3 separate regions of the Zea mays genome follow, and regions 2 and 3 are each linked to region 1. Evidence: chromatin contacts called from public Hi-C data. All regions are on one chromosome and are shown on one strand. The core of a region is the stretch at or near the end of the contact, and the rest is flanking DNA. Distances in the headings are between cores, read along the strand shown. Region 1 holds the start of LOC100272307 (60S ribosomal protein L37a-like). Region 2 holds the start of LOC103626636 (SNF1-related protein kinase regulatory subunit gamma-like PV42a). Region 3 holds the start of LOC100277365.

What was found. Hi-C and Micro-C count contacts between places; a contact is called where the count stands out from the background.
Region 2: a contact with region 1 is called in a Hi-C map of tassel, with 2.1 times the contacts expected there. The contact joins the promoter of LOC103626636 here to the promoter of LOC100272307 in region 1. A contact is called at or near these places in 3 of 25 Hi-C or Micro-C datasets (ear, leaf and tassel).
Region 3: a Hi-C map of tassel shows a contact between it and region 1, with 3 times the contacts expected there. The contact joins the promoter of LOC100277365 here to the promoter of LOC100272307 in region 1. A contact is called at or near these places in 3 of 25 Hi-C or Micro-C datasets (ear, leaf and tassel).

The regions. Positions count from the first base shown.
Region 1 is chr5:83,206,069-83,210,024 of Zm-B73-REFERENCE-NAM-5.0, forward strand. It overlaps LOC100272307 (60S ribosomal protein L37a-like), which reads left to right and starts at 2,088. Exons shown (of 5, transcript NM_001317390.1): 1 at 2,088-2,203; 2 at 3,358-3,397; 3 at 3,480-3,568; 4 at 3,825-3,907. The coding sequence starts at 2,201.
Region 2 is chr5:83,795,363-83,799,318 of Zm-B73-REFERENCE-NAM-5.0, forward strand. It overlaps LOC103626636 (SNF1-related protein kinase regulatory subunit gamma-like PV42a), which reads left to right and starts at 1,910. Exons shown (of 3, transcript XM_008647039.4): 1 at 1,910-2,635; 2 at 2,736-3,078; 3 at 3,164-3,886. The coding sequence starts at 2,148. The coding sequence ends at 3,610. It overlaps LOC100285167, which reads left to right. Exons shown (of 11, transcript NM_001367335.1): 7 at 1-100; 8 at 304-447; 9 at 596-719; 10 at 963-1,154; 11 at 1,244-1,857. The coding sequence ends at 1,603.
Region 3 is chr5:83,730,247-83,734,202 of Zm-B73-REFERENCE-NAM-5.0, forward strand. It overlaps LOC100277365, which reads left to right and starts at 2,181. Exons shown (of 3, transcript NM_001150949.1): 1 at 2,181-2,973. The coding sequence starts at 2,311. LOC109939724 reads right to left here and starts at 850. Exons shown (of 3, transcript XM_020538038.1): 1 at 748-850. The coding sequence starts at 850.

The sequences.
Region 1 (3,956 bases), core at 838-3,337:
CACATACAGCTAGTCCACTTTAGCCAAACGGGATATTTGTTGAGTACGTTGATGTGTACTCACCCTTGCTTTAAAACCCACCCCACCCCAGATTGTCCCCACTGTATTCAGTGCTTAGTGGGAGATGCTGGCGACATGGAGGACTTTGAGGAGTTCCAGGACTACGACGAGTTCTAGTTATGTTAGTGGCAAACCACCAGTCAGCTGCCTGTGAAGGCCTTATCTACTACGTTTTATATTCCGCACTTTGATGATATTAATGACTATGTTATAGACTCTGTGGATGTCTTGGACATCCTGATGTAATAAAGTACCTTTCTGCTATTTACTTTGAGCAATGTGTGATGATGTCCAATTATGTAATCGTTGTGTACGTGAGTTTCTGATCCTGGCACGTACATGGTCCGCATTCGGTTTGCCTTCCAAAACCGGGTATGACAATTTCTTTTAAAGTTGGTCAAAATTTTATTAGCAGTTACTAAGTATAAGTAGATACCAACCCAAATAAATAAGGGATCAAGATTAATAATAACACCCACAATGCAATGCATATGGAAAATTAAGTTTAGTTCCATAAATTACTGATGTGAGGGTCCGAGCCGCTCATGACCGTGGGCACGACTGATATACCGGTTTTACACTCTGCAGAGGTTGCACATCTTTACCCACAAGCCGTGTTACCCATTTGCCACGGGGTTGTATGGACCCCATACACCTCTACCAAGGAAGCAAGACATGGTAGCACTACGAGGCCTTTCCAAAGTTCCACTAGTTCGAGAATACTCACTACGGTCTCAAGAAGAAGGAAGCATAGGAATCCCTCGTCCGAACCGCCATCACAGCAATTCGACCCGAGAACCTCCCTATACTCTGCAGCGACGCCTCCGTTGCCCCTTTCGGGTAAGGTAATCTCTCCCTAGCTTTCCTAATTACTTAGCCAAGGGCGTCCCATCCACCCTTGTGGTGGCACTGTTTTCCCAGTGGTTCTCCATGTTCCAATTGACATGATGATCTTAGCATGAACAATTATTAAAACAACAATATAATTGGAACATGTTCATAATATAACATTAATTTCCCAAAACCTGGTAGAGCAATAACAAATCTACCCCATAGTTCATCTGTTTGCAAGGTGGGGGATAAACAATGTTAGGGAAACCTATTAGGTCCCATCAAATTGACCTGAGCATGTCACAGTGATTAACAAGGTCATTATTAGGTAAAGAAGAGTGATAAAGGGCACAATTTGCCTTAGACTCGAGATTCCCAGGTACCAACTTGGTCTTCAAGTGATTCGTAACCTCGCTGCTAGTCGCAACAATACAAACAAGCATGGTATAAGCAAAATTAACATCACACCAATCATGAGAACATATTGCATAATAATGATCTACACATCGTAACTATATCCTAGGTTCGAGAACCACTAAATTCGGAGTTACAGTTATAAAGTTATGATTTTTCGATGGTTTAAGTGTCTACTTAAAGCAAAGGACGTACAATGTTTTAATCATAGGTTTCATGGTAATACAAGGTTACTAGATGATAAACAATATTAATGTGAGATTAATGCAACTGGAATGGATAAAAAATGAGTCAAATTCATAGAGTTATGATTTTCCCAAGATTGAGACTTTATTTTTGCACTAAAAATAATTTCTGTATTTATTTTAATCAACTTCTCATATATCTAGACTGGGCCCTGAATACAGAAGAGCTCGGGGTTAAAACTATAAATTCCAAGGCCAAAGTTGAATTCCAAGACAAAAGTAAAAGCCAAAAGTCAAAAGCTAAACTGAACACACCCGTAATCTGTTAGAGATGCTATAATATCATTTAGGGAAAAAATAAAAAAATATCTAAATAAGTATCGGCTTTATTTATAGGATGAGAAAGTTAAACCAAACACACCCTCTCATAGGTTGAGGAAGCTGAAAAAAAAAGACGTTGGATGTCTAATTTTGTTACCCGGAGAAAAAAAAGGCCAATACAATTTCTCTCTCGTGTCTCAATACTCCATTTTGGCCGGCCCATAACAGCACAGAGGCCCGATCCATATATACTTACACGAAACCCCAGCACCTCCCATATAATTTGTCTCTCGTGCCTCGTTGCGTCTTTGTCGAGTCTAACCCTAGCGCGCGCCGCCACACCTGCCGTTGCTACCGCCCCGTACCTCGCTTGCTTTCCCGTCGCCGAAATGGTATGCCGCTTCACGCCTTCACCTCTTCCTCCCATTCTTCGTGTGACCTTGTTTGTCGTACAGCCGATGCCCAGTTCTGTCTGGCCGCTTGTTCGCGCGAGATCTAGAGTGCTTGACTTCGCAGTCCAGCTCCTGTTCGATATGTATTCGGCCAGGCTCAATAGTTTAGTTTTCGGGATTAGGATCATGTACAACAATCATACTTTGGATCAGTCGTTGTGTTCCTGTGTTTTCATGTAAATCTAAGCCCGTTGGTCGTAACACTGTTAGTCTGGAATAGCTCGCGCTTTAAAGTGCAATATATTGCTAGCCTGCTGCTAGGGTCATGCGGGTATTTGGAATGTGCTAGCCTTGAATATGCAATTTAGGGTGGCACGCTGCCTTTTGTGCATTATATGTTTGGAGAAGTTGCTATCTCAGGTTTCCTAGGGTGAGGCACAAACTGTGTAAAGCTAAAGGGTAAAGGCCACAAGACATCATCCAAAAACTGCTACAGTAAGGGCAGGAAGCTAACTATATGTTTCTACTCCACATTTAAGCCCTAAAGTGTTCTTGGTGATCTTGTTAATTGACAACATGTTGAATGTAAATTCCACACAGTATTTTATGAGTCCTTTGAGGTATGCTGTATGTGTGGTTTTCGTCCTTAGTGTTTGTGCAAGTTCTAGCAAATTGGAAAAATTCATTGTTAGTTTAGTGCACAAAGGCAAACTAGCCTGACACCTTTGCCATGCCATCAGTAGCCACTCCACTGCACCAGGCAGCATGCAACATGAAAGTAGTATCCAATGCAAAGCTTAGCCTTTGAACACCTAATGTATAAATCAGTGGCTTATAATACTTTTCTCCTTTGTTGATTTTAGTTATTATGCCTTTGCTTGTCAAATGTATATCGGGTAAATTCTCTCTTGCTGCTAGTGGAGAGTTAATAGCAACTAACTGACCTTAATGTTTTTTAGTGGTCTACATATCTATTGTTTAAGAAACTATATTTTTCTCTTGTTGATTGTTAAGGTACCTGAGTGTGTGCAATCTTTTATATTGATACTAACTTTATTCTTGAAAAGTTGCAGCTTTACACTTACCAGTTATATTGCATTGAATAATTTTAGTGAGCAGTTGTGATTTATTTTGTTTTTATAATGCCTATGCAGACGAAGCGCACCAAGAAGGCTGGAATTGTTGGCAAATATGGTACATGCTCAAGAAACATGACATATTTCCCAATATGTGTGTCTGGGATTTGATGTTAACCTTGCAAATTATACTGTTGTAGGAACCAGGTATGGCGCTAGCTTGCGTAAGCAAATCAAGAAGATGGAGGTATCTCAGCACTCCAAGTACTTCTGCGAGTTTTGTGGGAAGGTAGGTCTTCTGGTAGTTACCCACCCTGCTTCTGTATTTGAGTTTTTTTTTATCTTTATGTACTCGTTATCACCACTACTGGACTGTTATGAACTGTAAGCTGCAGACTAATTTTTACACACATGAAAGCAATCGGTCTTAAATATATTTGTCTGTTTATAAGTTCATATATTTGAATGGTTTATAAGATGTTTAGGCATGTCGAACAATGTTTCTAATATAGATGTGTCCCACTTTTGCTATGTTGTCTTTCCAGTTTGCTGTGAAGAGGAAAGCAGTTGGAATTTGGGGATGCAAGGACTGTGGGAAGGTCAAGGCTGGCGGTGCTTACACCATGAAGTAACTTTTTGCTGACTCTCATCTTGTGTTCCATAACCGTAATATTTTG
Region 2 (3,956 bases), core at 660-3,159, 590 kb after region 1:
TCCCAAAGTATGCTTCAGCACAGTTTTATATTGATAATGTACTTCCAAGGATCAAAGAGAAAAGGATAATGTCTATCAAGCCATTTGTGGACAGATTGGGGTAAGTAAACTTTTGACGACAACATTTCGGTTTTTCCTGTTCATTTTAATTTTGATTCAGAACATCTGGTCAGCTTAAATGATGTGGTAAAGGGAGCATTATTCTTTTATTTTGTTCTTTGTTCTGTGCAATGGCCATATATTTTCGTATTGATATGCTCTCAGTGGAACAGTCTGAAGCTAATGTGAAACTTCGATGTTCAGGTATGATAATGTACCAACAGAGATTAACCGGCTGAGATGCAGAGTTAACTATCATGCATTAAAGTTCCTACCTGATATTGAGGAAATGGCTGTTAAGCTTGCTGCAAGAATGAGGAACAAAACTGGCAGCATAAATCCATACATGTACGTTATAATTATCCTTTTCGCTGGGTGATATTGTGTACAGTAGAGCTTGTATCTACCCAAGACACTATCCAGTGCATAGCTGAAGTTGACGCTCTCAAAGTTTATTTCACAATCAAATATTGACACATTTTTTTTGTTCTTAAAGGGCTCTTCACCTGAGATTTGAAAAAGGGATGGTGGGGCTTTCTTTCTGTGATTTTGCCGGCACACGGGAGGAGAAGGCAATGATGGCGGCTTATAGGCAGAAAGAATGGCCAAGGCGCTTCAAGGTGACGCGGACTGGACTAGATACATCTGTTACATTGGACTGAGAAAGAATCCCTAGGAGAAATGAAGCACCGACACTAACTATACGCGCTAGTTCGGGAACCCCGTTTTCTCACGAGATTTTTATTTTTCCAAGAAAAATTAGTTCATTTTTTTTAGGAAAATATAAATCTCTTAAGAAAATGTAGTTCCGAAACTAGCCCTACAAGTCTAACGATTTTCTCTTTTTTGTATCTGCCACGCAGAATGGATCCCATCTATGGCCACTGGCGCTGCAGAAGAGAAAAGAAGGGCGGTGCCCTCTTGAGCCCGGTGAGATCGCTGTGATCCTGCGGGCACTGGGGTACACGAGCGGCACACAGATATACGTCGCGTCCGGGCAAGTGTACGGCGGCAAGAACCGGATGGCTCCCCTCAGGAACATGTTCCCCAACCTGGTAGGCAGGCTCAAATCCACTTCAGATTGTGTCAAGCTGAAGCCAGTGATAACTGATAAGCCACTGCCGTGCATTGTGCATCGCTGCAGGTGACGAAGGAGGAGCTAGCGAGCGCGGAGGAGCTGGCGCCGTTCCGGCGGCACGTGACGAGCCTGGCGGCGCTGGACTTCCTGGTGTGCCTGCGGTCGGACGCGTTCGTGATGACGCACGGCGGCAACTTCGCCAAACTCATCATCGGGGCGCGCCGCTACGCGGGGCACCGCCTCAAGTCGGTGAAGCCCGACAAGGGCCTCATGTCCAAGTCCCTGGGCGACCCCGACATGGGCTGGGCCTCCTTCACGGAGGACGTCGTCGTCACGCACCGCACGAGGACGGGCCTCCCCGAGCCCACCTTCCCCGGCTACGATCTCTGGGAGAACCCGCTGACACCCTGCATGTGCAGGGCATGAGACGGGCCATCCCTCAGATCAGAGTGGCCGTCTGGCCGAGTCCTCGTCTTCGCTAGGCTACGACTACGAGTAGTCTCGTGCTCACTTCCATCAGCGCGCATTTCAGCGAGCATATGCTTCTACTAGTTAAACACCTAGATTTGTATGTATTTGGCTGGCCTAATCTGTAGTTTCACATAGATCACTTCATGCTGAAAATGTCTTGGACAAGGCAGTGAATGAAGATAACATCAGTAACGACCTGCTTTTCCAAAGCTCCTCTTGGATTTACCAAGCTGAGCCAAGAAATGGCTAACCTGAGTTTTGACTTGCAGCCTTGCAGGCATGACGTGGGCGACCTGAACTCGCTAGTCGTAGAGTTTCTTTCCACGCGGCAGCTCGGCAGAGCTACGCAGCCTCTCTGCCCGCCACGTTCTCCTGCAAGGCTGCAACTCGAAGCACTGAGAAGCTATTAATTAATGGATTCTCGAGCATGCGGCCTTGTTCGCTAAACCTCGCGCACAGAAACACAAGCGAGTACCAGAGCAGCTAGGAGTGGTCAGCAATGGCGCAGCTTAAAGCAGCCGCCGACGAGCAGCAGGAGGCGGCGCTGCACGGCGTCGCCTCCGGCGGCGGGAACGAGAGCAACAAGAAGGCGCGCGCGGGGCTCTGCGGCCTGCTCCGCGAGCGCAAGGTGGTGGACCTGGCGCGGGCCAAGCGGCGGCTGGTGGAGGTTCCCTACACCGCGACGCTGGCGCACACGGCCAACGCGCTCCTGGCAGCGCGCGTCTCTGCCGTGGCCGTGGCTGCGCCACCGGGCCACTGGATCGGCGCCGGCGGCTCCATGATCCTCGAGTCCGACCCGGCCACCGGCGCCGTCCGCAAGCACTACATCGGCATGGTGAACATGCTCGACATCCTTGCCCACATCGCCGAGGCCAGCGACGACGACGAGGCGGCCGACCTCGACCGCCGGATGGCCGTGCCGGTGTCCTCCGTCATCGGACACTCCCTCGAGGGCCTCACTCTGTGGACGCTCCACCCGAGCACCAGGTACGCCGGCCGATCTCCAGCTCACACTCGTATTTTTCTTCTTCTTCCTCGCATTGTACGCAATCTGCGCGTGTGCGACATGTTCGTTGCGTTGCGCCAGCGTGCTGGACTGCATGGAGACGTTCAGCAAGGGTGTGCACCGCGCGCTGGTGCCGCTGGAGAGCTCGGCGGACAACGTGGTGGCGCTGGAGCTGGTGGAGTCGGCGCCGGGGTACCGGATGCTCACCCAGATGGACGTGGTGAGGTTCCTCAGGGCGCACGGCGCGGAGCTCAGGGGCGTGCTGTTGCGCACCGTGCGCGAGCTCGGCGCCGTGAACGACACCGTGTTCGCCGTCTCTGGCGTTACCAAGGTGATCGACGTCATCAAGGCGATGCGGGCGGCGTCGCTGACCGCCGTGCCCGTCGTGGACGCCGTCGGTAGCGGTACAGAGACCCTTCAATACGTGAGCACTGCACGCGCCTCCGATCCGAACACGCCATCTCCTGCCGGATTTCCTCCTGTCTGAAATTCCTGTCGTGCTGCTGCAGGGGAGCGGGCAAAGGGCGGTCGAGACGTTCTCGGCGACGGACCTGCGGGACTGCCCGGTGGCGCGGCTGCAGGCTTGGCTGGGGATCAGCGTGATGGAGTTCAAGAGGAAGGTGGCTGAGTACCGCGCCAGCACCAGGCTTGTGGTCCCCGGCGCCGACGCCACGGACACTGGCACCCCTGTCGCCGGGTACGCCGACACCCCCGCGGCTGCCGCCGCCACTGACGAAGAGCAGAGCGAGCAGCAGGAGTCGGCGCTGGTGACGTGCTCCCAGGAGAGCACCCTCGGCGAGGCGATCGAGGCGGCGACATCGAGGCACGTGCACCGGCTGTGGGTGGTCGACGAGGAAGGGCTCTTGCGTGGGGTCGTGTCGCTCACCGACATCCTCCGGGCAGTGCGGGAGGCCGCGCTCGGCGAGGACCTGGAGCTGCACAGCATCGTGCCGTGAGCCCGTGGGCCGTGAGTCGTGACGTCCAAGAACAAGCTCGTAGCTGTTTCTGCCCATAGTGTCCGTCCACCTGTCGTGCTCCTGCAGAGGAGGGGGAAAAGGGCGATCGAGACGTGTTGGCGACGGCCGACCGGCGACCGCCGCCGAGCTCGTTTTGCCTTGTTGCTTTGTTTGTTATATGGCCCTGGCTCCGATCCGGGCTTCGTATTTCGTTGACAGGCCTTCATCGTGACGCCTTATTTTGCATCGTTTTATTGATCAACCAAAAATACGGCTCGTTTGAGTTCGAGCTAGAGCTTTAACGAGCTTGCTCGACTCTGACTCTCTTAAGCTAAAGAGTTACAAA
Region 3 (3,956 bases), core at 931-3,430, 520 kb after region 1:
ATGCTACTGAATGAGAAATGACAAGGTGTTTCTCCAATCGGTCGAGTAATGTCTTCGTGCTCCGAAGAATTACAGGAGATTCCATTGACATGCCTAGAGGGAGAGCGCCGGGCAGAGAGAGCAAGACCGTCGGGGAGAGCACCAGGAGCGCTCGAGCACCAGGGAGGAGCAGCGCAGACGAGCTCGACGAGCGCCGGGAGGGAGAGGATTGAGAGAGGGAGAGCGGTCGGTCGTGGATCCGTTCTAAGAAACGGACTGCCGTAACAACGAGTTGAGCGCCGGCTAAATCTGACTCAGATACCAAAAATCCGAAGTTCAACGGATTATAATACCAAAATTCCAATTGCGCTGTTCAGGATACCTATTTCAGAAGCCCAGTCTTGGTAATACCACGGTTCCAAAAAGCTCCTGGAGGCTGGAGCCAAGCGCGAGAGCTAGTGTTGAAAATATAGGTCGGATTTTTTGGGCCAGCACGAGCACAACTCAAAAATAGGAGTTCAAAGCATTACCCGTTTAGAGGTCAGACTAGGCTACTATTTTTATAGTTCAGGATGGCACTGCACGACCCAAAAGTCTTTTAGTATTTTTTGGTCTAAACCTGTTTGACATGAAGCACGCCGAGCTTGAGCCGGACTGGCCTGTTCTGACTCAATTCCCAGCACTAGGCCGAGCCACGCGCACAAGGTGTTCCTGTTTTCCACGCGTAAAGCGCGGCACATGCAATTGTTGGCCCATGGTGCACGTAACGTACGCGGCAGTGCAGCGTCACGCGCGCCCGGCACGGCAGGGCAGGGCAGGGCAGAAGCCCGTAGGAATTTTTCTCCCACTCCCATGTCCCATGCAGAGGCATGGCAGGTGTAGACTGCAGAAAGTAACCAGCCCACTTTCCAGTAGAGATGCCCAAACGGGCGGCCCGGCCCGACACGGCACGGGCCCGTCAGACCCGACGGTTAATCGGGCCGTGCCCGACCGGCCCGCGTGCCGCAGCCGCGGCCCAGACACGGCACGACGGCCTGGTGGTCGTGCCGGGCCGGCCCGTTTAACTGGTCACGTTCTCCCATTAATTCAAGGAAATAGCAAAAAAAACTATATTTTTGTGAGGTTTTGAACCCGCGACCTCACTCTACGAGGTTGAAACACTTAACCGAAGGACACTAACCAATATAACTCAAGTGCGTTTGTTGTAAATAGCTAATATAAAATGTAAATATATATATATACTATGTTTTATAAAATAAAAAATATATAATCGTGCCGGGCCGGGCCGAGACAGCGGCCCAAGCACGACACGGTTCTTGTACCGGGCCGGGCCCGGCACTATTAAACGGGTCGTGCTTCGGGCCGGCCCATTAGACACGGCCCATTTGGCCATCTATACTTTCCAGTCCCATGCTGGCTGGCGGCTGGCCCGGCCGGCAGTTTCCTCTCCTGGTTTGGCCGCTTTGTCATGGTCCAGCTCCAGCGGCAAGTGCGTCCCTCTATGTAGGCCTGGGCATTCGGTTCTTCGGTTCGGTTCGGTTCGGTTCCTCGGTTCTCGTAGAAATTCGGTTCTTCAAAAACTAGAACCGAAATAGCAAGATAAAGAAATCAGAACCGACTAGTTCGGTTCTCGGTTCTTCGGTTCGGTTCCTCGGTTCTAACTGAACTGTAACAGCCACTCTAAAATTATGATTAACGACAACTTTTGTGAGAAATTTCAGCAACATCTCCCCACAAACAACGACAAGTGCACAATAACTATAATTTCATAGATAATACATGGATGATTAGAGGTTCAACATAAGTCGATAACACAACATCCGAAGTTACAAACACATGTAACAAATTGAATCTAATACTTTTGGGTTTTTCGGTTCTTTCGGTTCTTTCGGTTCTTTGGAGTGCAGAACCGAAAATATCTCATTTATTTCGGTTCTCAAAAAACCAGAACCGAAATTCATAACAGTTCCTTCGGTTCGGTTAGTTCGGTTCCGGTTCTCGGTTATTTCGGTTCGGTTCCTCGGTTCCGGTTCTTTTTGCCGAGGCCTACCTCTATGGTCACCACACGAGGAGCTTCACCTCCGCGGGGCTTGGAACTGCAGACCGATGCATGCACCGCGCACAGACGACTCGGAGCGCCAACCAATCGTCCAATGCAAGTTGGTAGACTATTGTCTGATCCGCACCGTTGGCTGCGTCACATTCTCTACGCCTCGTGCTCCTTCCCTTCTACCGTTCGGCTGCGTACCCGCGTCTCCCCAGATCCGCTGCCCCGCCCTCTCGACGCGGCAATTCCTCGAACGCCCCGCGCGAGCCACGCCCTCGCCGCCCATGGGCTCGCTCCCGGCGCCGGCCTCGGCGGAATTCGCCCCGCGGCCGCGGGGGCGCGCCACGGTGGTGGCGTCGGACCTGGCGCCGCTCTTCTCCGCGCAGCGCCGGCACCTGGACCACTTCTTCGACCGCCTCGACATGGCGCAGGCGGCGGCGTTCGCGCAGGCGCTGCTCGACGCGCCGGGCGCCGTCTTCTTCACGGGCGTCGGCAAGTCGGGCATCGTGGCGCGCAAGACCGCGCAGACGCTGGCGTCGCTGGGCCTCGCGCGGGCCGGCTTCCTCGCCCCCGTCGACGCGCTCCACGGCGACATCGGCGCGCTCTTCCCCGGGGACGTCCTCGTGATCCTCTCCAAGTCCGGGGCCTCCGACGAGCTGCTCGCGCTCGCGCCCTGCGCGCGCGCCAAGGGCGCCTACCTCGTCTCGCTCACCTCCGCGGCCTCGGGGGATGACTGCCCGCTCGCCGCGGCCTGCGACCTCAACGTCCACCTGCCGCTGCAGGGGGAGGTGTGCCCCTTTGGCCTCGCGCCCGTCACCTCCACCGCCATCCAGATGGTGTTTGGGGACACCGTCATCGCCGCCATCATGGAGGCAAGGCGACTCTCCAGGGACCAGTACGCTTCCAACCATCCCGCTGGCAAGATCGGCAAGACCCTCATCTTCAAGGTAATCAAATCAACCACCTCTAACCCTAACATAAACAGGTTGCCGGCATTATTACAGTTACTTTTTTTAGAAACGTTCAATTACCTTGTGCCGACACACAGTGTGGGACATCGGATCGGATCCCAGAGAGAACCAGATGCTTTATCACTGCTAGGATTCCTTCACCGATGCATGTCGGTGGCAGGGGGGTCGGTTCAGAATTGGCTCTGGTTAAATGCTCAATACGATTCGATAGTGTTGTTGCTATCCAACCGACATTTTGTTTCAATTTGTGACTACGTATCGTGGTCTTTTTCATATGGAGGGGATCTTATTACTTGTCGTTTTCGCAGTCTTTTCATCGCTACAAGAAGAATACAACAAGCTACCAAAGCAAAGAAGAAAAATACAACAAAGTGCCTCATCATTTGTGTGCATTTTTTGTTTAATCGTGGCCACTGTCTTCAGATGCCATAGCAGAGGATGATAAGTTGGGTGTGCATAACTTGTCATATTTGAATGAACGCGTTGTTTCTGTTCATCTGCAATGTATTTACTGACTTCTAAAACAAGAGTAGATCTTGTCTCTTCAACCATCTGATTTCTGCGGGGCTCTTGTTAAATCGGCATGTGCAATATCTTGTGCTGCCACCCAGTGGGAGACATAGGATGCCAGATGCTTGTTACTACTAGGATTCATTTACTGTTTGCGTGTCGTCACTGGGAGTGGTCCAATAAATAGCCCTGGTGAAATGCGCTTTAGGATTGGATAATTTTGTCACTATCCATCCAACATTTTTTTTTGTTTATTGTTATCTGCAATGGTCCTTTTTATATACACATGCCAAGAAAAACAAAACAAAAAAGCACCTACTCATTTGTGTGCATTATCGATTGTCTAATTGTGGTAGTTATTAACAAGCTATGTAGCTCTGGGTGATGTGTAAGGCCAGCTGTTCATGACATGATATATTTGAATGGGATCCTTGTTCTCGTGCAAAGTA